2 separate regions of the Rattus norvegicus genome follow, and region 2 is linked to region 1. A link is a contact called in public Hi-C data. All regions are on one chromosome and are shown on one strand. Each heading gives the region's core, a stretch centred on a gene start, on an enhancer-like site or on the middle of the called end of the contact. The rest is flanking DNA. Distances are from core to core; before and after follow the strand shown.

Region 1 (4,970 bases), core at 762-3,261:
TCTGAACCAGAGCCAGAGCAGTGCAGATGGGCTAGAAATGGGTAGGATGTTAATGATCAGAACTTAGTGCTAGGTTGGCCATTCAGCAAAGGCTATGTAAGGAAACAAACTTAATCCTCAGCATCCTGGGTTAGGTATCTGTTAATAGCAGATAAAATTTAAGTTAGACTTAAGGTTTAATTGGTACTGTTCCCTAAGATGGTGAACGGCTAGTTGAATCACCTGGGAAGAGAATGTTAATGAGGGATTTTCTTTTTTCTTTTTTTTTTTCTTTTTTTCTTTTTTTTGAACTGGGGACTGAACCCAGGGCCTTGCGCTTGCTAGGCAAGTGCTCTACCACTGAGCTAAATCCCCAACCCCAATGAGGGATTTTCTAGTTCAGGTTGGTCTTAGGCATGTCTTGGGAGCATGGGGGCATTGCCTAGCTTGTTAATTGATGTAGGAGGATCCAGCCCACTGTGGGTAGCACCATTCCCTAGTCTGGGCCCAGAACTCTGTAACAGTGAAGAAAGCTAGCAGGCAAGATAGATAGATGGATGGATGAATGGATGGATGGATGGATGGATGGATGGATGGACAGATAGATTAGAGAGATGCATAATATATACATACATAGATACATAGACACATAGAGACATAATACATAGATAATAGATACATAGTTAGATACATAGATAAATACACAGATACATAGATAGATAGATAGATAGATAGATAGATAGATAATAGATAGGTAGATAGATACATAGATACATAGATAAGTAGGTAGGTAAATAGATAGATGATACATCGATACATAGACACATAGATACATAATACATAGATAGAGAAATAGGTAGGTAGGTAGATAGGTAGATAGATAGATAGATAGATAGATAGATAGATAGATAGGTAGATAGATGATAGATAGGTAGAGCCTCTCTTCTCTCTGCTCTTGTCTTCAGATGTGACGTTTACCTACCTTGACTAAAGTGATGGACTGAGCTTGGATTTGTGAGTCAAATAAACCCTCTCCTCCCCAAGTTGCCTTTTCTGTGAATTTTCTCACAGCTGTAGGAACAGAACAAGATAGGTAGAATGTGTGATGGCTAACCTCGCCTGTCTGCTTGGCTAGGACATACTCGGACAAACACCAATCTATGTGTTGCTGTGACGGTCATGTTTAGCTGATTGACATGTAGGACAGCACTCCTTGAGGAAGACAGGTTGTGTTCTGTTACAGGTGTGGGAATTCTGCCCCCAGTCACCTTCAGACTCCAGCTGCAGCCAGCGTCTTCCCTGGCTCTCCAGCCTGTAAACTCCTGACTTCCTATCCTCACCGGGGCATGAACTAAATCTCTCAGAGAAAATTAGCCATGACCGAGGCCTCAGCTCTATGAAAAAGAATGGAGCTGCTTGCCATAGTACGGAAGGGTTGCCTGGCTGGATGTGAGCCCAGAAAAGCAATGCTAATAAATTCCTTGGCCCAGTAGGGTCTGCTGTTGACCTTGGGCTGTTTACTTTCCTTTCTCTCTCTCACTCGGTGATTTCTGGGATTGCTCCATTCAGTGCCCGAGCCATGAACGTGACCTATTCTCTGCCCTGTGTTTCCAGCGTCATCCTTTTAGTTGCTGGCTTCCCGGCTGAAGAAAAGTTACAATCCGATCCATCCCTACCTCTGCCATATCGGCACGTAGCCTTCCTGTGAGAGCTCTGTTATACTCAGCTCTGCCCCTCTCCTCTAGATCCCGCCTCATTTCCTTCCTCCTCCTAAAGCTGTCTGAAATTCACTACAATCATCTCCCAGGATCTGTGGCGAACTGACCCACCGATGTCTAAGCTCTTGATACAAAGTGACAGATTACTCCTGCAGAATGCACGCCCCTCTTCTCATATTTAAGCCGCCTCTAGATCACTTCCAGTGCCCAATACCATGTAGAAGCTACGTCAGTCCTTGCTCTACTGTGCTCTGCAGGGAGCCACGGCAAGGAGCATCCGTTCACGTTTAGAACACGCCCCATATTTTTCTCGACTATCTCCTGTCTAGGATTGGTTAACTCGAGGGATTTGAAGTCAGTAGATGCAGAGAGCTGACTAAATAGGGTTCATGACTCAGCTGAAGTTTGGAGAATGATCTGGAAACACAATGTATTGTGAAATGAAGCGGTGACAGAAATTGTGAGGGGCCTTCCCGGAAAGAAAGTGCATACTTTCGAGGGCCCCTCCTGCAGGCTCACTGGCAGGTTGCCCGACTCAACTCTTGGCAGCTGGCAGTGTGAGGAAGCCTTCTGCCATAGCCAGGGCTCCACCCAGGAGCATTCTCTCTGCTTATCAGCCAAGGACAGAGCACAGACCGAAGATCCCCTTCACAGAGGCCTGTGTGTGGGTTTCCTCTGTCTCCCTCGAAGTCTGTGTTTTCCAAACCTCTGCTCCAGACCATGAAACCAATTTAGTGAGCCTCAGATGTAGGGGGCAGGGGGAATGAAATCATGTGAGACCCTTGAGGGCTTGCTTTGAGTCTGTGCGCTGTGTATGTGGTAGGTAAGAGCTGAGTGTGTGTGTGTCTGTTTTGTGCTATGTAGTATGCATGTTTGTCATAGGGAGAATGTGTCTATGGGGTATTTGTGTAGTGTGCGTGCATGTATGCGTGGTGTGTGTGTGTGTATGTGTGTGTGTGTGTATGTGTGTGTATGTGTGTGTGTGGTGTGTAAGACAGAATAGAAAGGGAAAATTGAGGGGCCCTGGAAGGAAAAGAAGCCCCTCCCTTCTGGTTTGAATTTCTTTGCTGCCTGAGTCTGGAGAGCATCAATGCAGCCAACAGCCAGGAAAGTGTGACTATTGCCTGCAACAAAACAGCAGCACAACCTTTCCAGGCTTTAATGGGGAAAGTGCAAAGGCAGAGAAACAAGCCGGCCTGAAGCTGAGGGGCTGTGGGTCTGTGACCTTTGACCTTGCTGGCCTTCCCGCCTCAGCCTTGTACCTGAGCAATGGCTTTGTAACCGACCTGGCAATTTCATTTACAAAAGGAAATTTGGGGTTGGGGATTTTGCTCAGTGGTAGAGCACTTGCCTAGCAAGCGCAAGGCCCTGGGTTCGGTTCCCAGCTCCGAAAAAAAGAAAAAAAGAAAAAAAGAAAAAAAAAAGGAAATTTAGTAAGGCAGCTATATTCATTATCGTACATATTACTTAATTTTAAAGTTTTTAAGTTTTGCTTAGCTTTTGAACTTTTTGGTTGTACATGTTGGGGCAGTGTAGTTTCAAAAGCCACAAAACATCGTTAAGACGCTGAGACAACCCCTCTATGCTTAAATCTAAAACATATATTCTGTTTCGCCTTCTTTACTTCATAGCCTGACTTTGTTTCAACTGATACATGCTCGAATTATTATTATTATTATTGTTATTGTTATTATTATTATCATCATCATCATCATTTTTGTGTGGCATAAAATATCAGCCATGGCTCCATTCTCTAAGAGGGATACGCCTTAGACTTTAGTCAACAGCTCTGTCTCCTGGGGCTCCTGACAGCTGTGTGTGTCTTGGTTTGTGGTGGTGGTGGTGGTGATGTGTGTGTGTGTGTGTGTGTGTGTGAGTGTGTGTGTGTATGTGTGTGAGTGTGTGTGGTGTATGTTAATATGTGTGTATGTGTGTGTGATGTATTAGTATGTGTGAATGAGTGTGGATAGTGTGTGTGTATGAGTGTGTGTGTGCATGTGTGTATAAGTGTGTGTATTAGTGTGTGTGCGCGTGTGTGAGTGTGTATGAGTGTGTATGAGTGTGTGTATGAGTGTGTATGAGTGTGTATGAGTGTGTGTATGAGTGTGTGTATGAGTGTATGTGTGTGTGTGTGTGTGTGTGTGTGTGTGTGTGTGTAGATAGATAGGTAATTTCTATCACCAATGCTGTGCAGCTCACTCTGAGGCTAGCGGAGCATCATCTCCAGGACCCCTAGCTCTTTGCAAAACTCTGTACCTAGTTTGGCTTATTTCTTAAAGATTTTACTTTATTACTGAGTGTCTGTGTGTATGTGCACATACACATAGGTACTCTCAGAGGCCAGGACAGTGTTGGGTTTCCTGGAACTACAGCTGTAGGTAGTTGTGAGCTAGCGCGTTGGTGCTGGGAACTGGACCTAGGTCCCCTCAAGAGCAGCCAGTGCCCCTAACTGTGGAGACCTCTAATTTATTCAGCCTCCTAATTTATTTTTTTAATTTATTTTATCACTGCGCCATTGTGTCCTTTTCTTTAGAGAAGGCATGAGGTATTCGTGTTCCATCACTATGGTGAAATGCCGGTGACAGGCAGCAGTCTTTTTTTTTTTTTTTTCCTATTCTTTTTTTCGGAGCTGGGGATCGAACCCAGGGCCTTGCACTTGCTAGGCAAGCGCTCTACCACTGAGCCAAATCCCCAACCCCAACAGGCAGCAGTCTTGATGAGAACAGGTTTATTTAGACTCAGGGCTCTGGAGCCTCCATGGCCTTGGAGCTCTGGCTAGCACGTCATGGCAAATGAATGTGGTGGAGCAAAGGCCAGTCCAGAGCAAGAGGGAGAGGAGACTGGGATCCCACCATCTCCTTCCAGGGCCTCAGTGACCTTAGGACTTGTCAGAGGGCACACCTTCCTACCATCTGTAACAGCTCCATCCTGAGGACCAAGCTCTTACCATGGCAACTAGCCAACCTTCATATTAGCCACAGTAATGGGAAGGCTTCATTCCAAGTGGACTGTGGGCCTGTGTTTGTTTGTGCTGTTATGTGCTTGGCTTCCTACGGGCCATGCCAAGCCTGCAGAGGCTTTAAAACCCTGTTTTTACCCACTTTCCACATGCCAAGCAGAGCGGCTTCCTAGTGCACGTGCTCAAACTTCCCCAGGCTCCCACGGAACTCAGAACAACACAGATTCCCACCAAGACCCTCAGGGCTGCTGCTCTTGCACAAGCTTCCTGCTTTGCATTCTTTATGACAGTCATGCCACAACATCCCTGCCTTT
Region 2 (4,970 bases), core at 983-3,482, 110 kb before region 1:
AGACAAAGAAACAAAACCTAAAATGATCTTCCCAGCCTTGTTAAGGGAATTAGAAGGAGAGGAAAGAAACCCACAGAGTTATCAAGAATTTGGGTGGTAGGGGTTGGGGATTTAGCTCAGCGGTAGAGCGCTTGCCTAGCAAGCACAAGGCCCTGGGTTCGGTCCCCAGTTCCGGGGGGGAAAAAAGTGCTTGCTGCATAAGCGTGAGGAGTATCTTCCTATCAACCCAAGGCTGAAGAGATGGAGACAGGAGGATACTTGGGCTTCACCGGACAGCAGTTTAGCTGAGCTCCAGGTTCAGTTTGGGCCTCAGCCTCACAATCAATAAGGTGAAGAACAATGAAGGAAGACGCCTGACCTCTGACCCCCATCTCCATGTGCAAGGCACACAGCGTGTACACAGCTGCACAGGAAAACATTCACACACAAACACTAGGGCACAAAACAAAAAAAAAAACGACAGTCCAAATGTTGCTAAGCAACCAAGCTCCAGTCTCTGGATTGACTGTCGAGGCAGCACACTCTGCTAAGCCAGAAACTTGCTGTACGGTGTCAGTAAGCTACCTCATCTTTCAGCGCTCCGGCTTCCACTCCTGCAAAATGGAGACAGTGGCTGAACAGAGAGCTAAAAGTTCAGTTAGTTCACACTTCTAATGACTGGCATTAATTGTTCACCGGCTGAAAGTTAACTTAGTTCATACACTCGATGACTGGTATAATCAAGAGCCCAACGGATGAACCACCTTCCCCTCCACGTCAGCAACTTCAATGTAGCTCCAAGTCTGTTTGTTTTGAGGCGAGCTCGAGTTACCCAGCACGGGGTATGGTGCTCCTGAGCTTCCTTCCTCAGTTACCTGGGTATTGGATTGGAGGCGGGTGCCACCACATTTTGAGCGATGTTTATTTTTAATTATGTGTGTGTGGGTTGGGGACTTAGCTCAGTGGTAGAGCGCTTGCCTAGCAAACGCAAGGCCCTGGGTTCGGTCCCCAGCTCCGAAAAAAAGAAAAAGAAAAAAAAAAAGAATTATGTGTGTGTGTAAGCATGTGTATGTGCACAGGTCACATGATCAGATTTCCCTGGAGCTGGAATTTAAGAGGCTGAAGAGCAACGGCTCTCAGCCTGTGTGGGTCTCCATCCCTTTCACACGAGTTGCCAGTTATGATTCATAACAGTAGCAAAATTACAGTTATGAAGCCGCAGCGAAATCATTTTATGGTTGGGTGTCACCACAGCATGAGGAACTGTATTAAAGGGCTGCGGCATTAGGAAGGCTGAGAACCGCTGCTCTAGAGGTAGCTTCCACACCAACACCAGCCCCCTGTAAGAGCAATAGCACTCTTAACCAGAGAGCCATCTCTCTAGCTCCTGAAAATTAATTTCTCAATGTACATCCTGCTCAAATGCTAATTTTACATGAAAATAGGAATAAAACCTTTTTCACACTGAGCCAAACGTGAGTTGAGCATAAAGCTTTCCAAGAACAAAGGTTCCTAAGTAATCACCTGTGGACTGTGTCAGGCCACTGCACGAATTCCAGTACTGTGCGTAATCTTCAGGATGAGACTTGGGGCATCACTTACCTCCCAGGTGTACGGATATCTAAGAGGAATCGGAACTTACCTCCAGGAGTCCTGGCTGGGCTGCGGGGTTGTCTTTTCTGGGTTTTTTTGTTTGTTTGTTTGTTTGTTTTTAACATCACTATAAAGAGATCTCTCTTGTCTTTCACTCTTAGACAGTTGGCATTCTCCTGATGTAACTAGCGCAGTGGTTTCCTGGCTTACTTACTATTGTTTGTTAGCCTGTTGCGACTTCGGGGCAGCTCTCAATTCACTCCTCAGTCAACCCGGGGCTAGGCTGGGAAGCGCATTTCTGCTTCAGTCTGGTCTCCCACCCACCAGCCATACCGATGCTCGGGCCTGGGTCAGCGTCCCCAGGCTGGAGCAGGACCGTCGAGTGGGCGTCGGGGTGAGCGCGCGGACGCTCAGGTCACCCGGGTCCAGCTCTCCCTCGCCCAGGCTCCTCGGCTCACCTGAGGCTACGGGCGGCACCCAAGACGCCCCTGCCAGCAGCACTAGGGATGCAGTACCCATGACAGCCTACCTCTCAAGTTTTCCCCACTTCAAGTGACCCGCCTAAAAAGCCTTGGCCAATCGCAGCTCTCCTAGAATACAATTCTGCCCAGCACCTCCCCTTCGGGAACGCCCCATCTCTCTGCCTCGCTCCTCCAGCCCCGCCCTCCGCTCACGCCCCGCCCCTCAAGAAAAGCTCCGCTCCTTTGCAAATGCCTTGTAGGAAGCTGCCACAGTCCTGTTCTCTTAACTTCCGGTTTGTGACAAGTCATAACCCACCCCCACTTCCGGAAGCCTACCTTTAACTATCCCAGCAGCGGAAGTGAATGCTGCTGCTAGAGCGCATGCGTAGTTCCAGCACTGAGCGCTTTTCTTTTTTTTTTCTTTTCTTTCTTCCTTCCTTCCTTCCTTCCTTCCTTCCTTCCTTCCTTCCTTCCTTCCTTCCTTCCTTCCTTTCTCTCTCTCTCTCTCTCTCTTTTCTTTCTTTCCTTCCTTTCCTTCCTTTTTTCTTTTCCTTTCTTTCCTTTTTTCTTTTTCTTTTCTTTCTTTTCTCTCACTCTCTCTCCCTTCCTCCCTCCCTCCCTCTCTCCTCTCTCCCTTTCTCCCTCTCTCACTGCCGCCTGTTTCCCCCAGGGGTCTCTGAGCTTGGAACCTAGTGTGGGGACTCATGGGGTCGGGAACCCTCGGTTGCTGGGAGCAGCAATGTATCAGTGAGGCAGGTGGTTTCCAGTGTGCGGAGAGGCGACATTCTCAGGGCACTGGCCTCCTAGGGGTTGGGGTAGTCTCAGATTATGGTTCCCTGCCACCTATCCGTAAAGAGTTCAACCCTGCCTTTGAGAAGGCTAGTTACCTACATACCTTAAGACTACACTATGGAAATATGTAAAATAAAATTTAAAGAAGACAGATGAGGACTTCGTCAGCTGCTGTACAAGCATTCATGAAGTCCTAGGTTCAATACCCTGTGGGGGCAAAAATGAAATAATTGAATTGGGCATGGTAGCACACACTTGTAATCTCAGCAGGTAGTTAGCAGAAGGCTCCCATTATATTGGGAGTGGAGAGCCAACCTGAGCCGCCAAAGAACATCTCTCTCTCTTTTTTAATTGTAAAGAGGTTGTATCTATTTCCTTATCATGGGCTTGGGTTAGCCTTTGACTACCATAAAAATCTGCATTTTAAGCAAATAATGATTTTAGTAACTCTGGCTGTTAGGACTTGTTCTTAAGCACTTTAGATTCATTTCGTGAGTCAAACCATCTTGGGGTTTGATTCATTTTTGTCATCCAACGATCTTGGGTTTGAGTGTCTTTGTCTTGTTTTAACAGTTGTCCTAGCTACTGTAATAATTCTAGAAGATCTGTGGATCCAAAAGGAAGAACATTTTTGTTAGTGGCTACTAAGTCATTTTGAAGAAACTTCCCAGTGACACATACTTAAGGTTGTTAAAATTTCTACTTCTCACTGTCCAAGAGTTCTTACAAACTCGTTGGAACAGTGGTTCTCAACTTTTGGCTGTTGATACTTTTTCAAAAATTGCCTAAGACCATCTGAAAAGAGACATTTATGTTACAATTTATAAGCGTAGCAAAACTGCAGTTACGAAGTAGCAATAAAAAAATCTTATGGGTTTGGGGATTTAGCTCAGTGGTAGAGCGCTTGCCTAGGAAGCGCAAGGCCCTGGGTTCAGTCCCCAGCTCCGAAAAAAAGAACCAAAAAAAAAAAAATCTTATGGTTGGGGGGGGCATCACATCATGAAAAGCTGTATTAAAGGGTCACAGGATCAGGAAGGTTGAGAACCTCCGAGTTAGAACAACAGACACAGGGATCTACAGCTAGACAAGGTACAGAGCTAAAGTCCTAACCAGGATGTCTTCACCAAACCCCTCCCCTCAAGGCTCAAGAGTCTATGCCAAAATGGAGGCAGAAAGATGCACGAGTCAGAGGTGACAGAGGACTACAAGGAAGCAGTGTCTTCCAGACAGAGCAGGACTGATAGACACATCAACTCTGAGACTGGCAGCACACACAGGACCTGCACACTGTCGGCCAATGGGATCCTGACACTGAGAGCAGGAAGTGAACAATAAAAAAAGAAAGAAAGAAAGAAAGAAAGAAAGAAAGAAAGAAAGAAAGAAGGAAGGAAGGAAGGAAAGAAAGAAGAAATGTAGGACAGGACTGCTCCTGAAGGGCTCAAGTTCTTATTATAGATACAAGGGACAGGGTAGGCAGAGACATCTGGAAGAGTCCAGAGTGGACATGGGGCAAACCGAAGCAGCCATGTGAGGAGAGTCAGGAGGCGAGAGGGACATGGGACCCAGGAGCGGCAGCCAAGAGGGCAAGAGGCCCAAAAAGGGCCAGTGTAGCCAAAGTGGCTGGGTTTTATAGGGAGGAGAAGCGGGGAGGGGGGCAGGGGACGGGGGAAGGGCAGATCAGCCCGGGCCCTGGGCTGGAGAAGTTTAGGGTAGGGGACAGGTATGCCAGTCATGAGGACCCAGTAACATGTAGGGTCTGAGGGATGCTGGGAGAACCTGGTGGCTAGAGTCTGCTTTGATCTAGTCATAGGCGTCTCAGCCATTTGTCCTGGGTTTGAGACCTAACAGACAATAACCCCTAACCAAGAAGCTACCTGCGATTGATACCTGTTGGTAAAGGAAAAGAAACTTTTCCCCCACGAAATCTCACTGGAACACTTCAGAGTAGGCCTCACACCCAGAACACAGTGGTGTTTTTGTAACTTTTTATCTCCTTTTGCTTTGGCATTTAAAAAAATCTTACTGTTTTTGTGGGTTTTTTTTTTTTATTCTTGTATATTTCGATTTCTGTCTTTGGGTGTTTTGTTTGTTAAGGAGAGAAAAGGGACAGAGTTAGGGAGGTAGGGATGATCTGGGATGAACTGT

The links. A called contact is a pair of places that touch in the nucleus more often than the background predicts.
Region 2: a Hi-C map of liver shows a contact between it and region 1, with 3 times the contacts expected there. The contact joins two enhancer-like sites. A contact is called at or near these places in 4 of 12 Hi-C or Micro-C datasets (Schwann cells, liver and psoas muscle).

The regions. Positions count from the first base shown.
Region 1 is chr11:44,088,037-44,093,006 of GRCr8, reverse strand. No RefSeq gene overlaps it. Among named protein-coding and RNA genes, the nearest start is that of Ifnar2, 9.2 kb to the left of the region's middle. Within about 2 kb of position 2,011, at least 52 of the 93 cell types and tissues checked have an H3K27ac peak or open chromatin away from gene starts, as enhancers often do. A contact at or near this core is called in Schwann cells and liver, where this site is marked.
Region 2 is chr11:44,194,778-44,199,747 of GRCr8, reverse strand. All of the region lies in intron 1 of LOC120095616 (a long non-coding RNA gene), which reads left to right. Among named protein-coding and RNA genes, the nearest start is that of Ifnar1, 15 kb to the left of the region's middle. Within about 2 kb of position 2,232, at least 59 of the 93 cell types and tissues checked have an H3K27ac peak or open chromatin away from gene starts, as enhancers often do. A contact at or near this core is called in Schwann cells and liver, where this site is marked.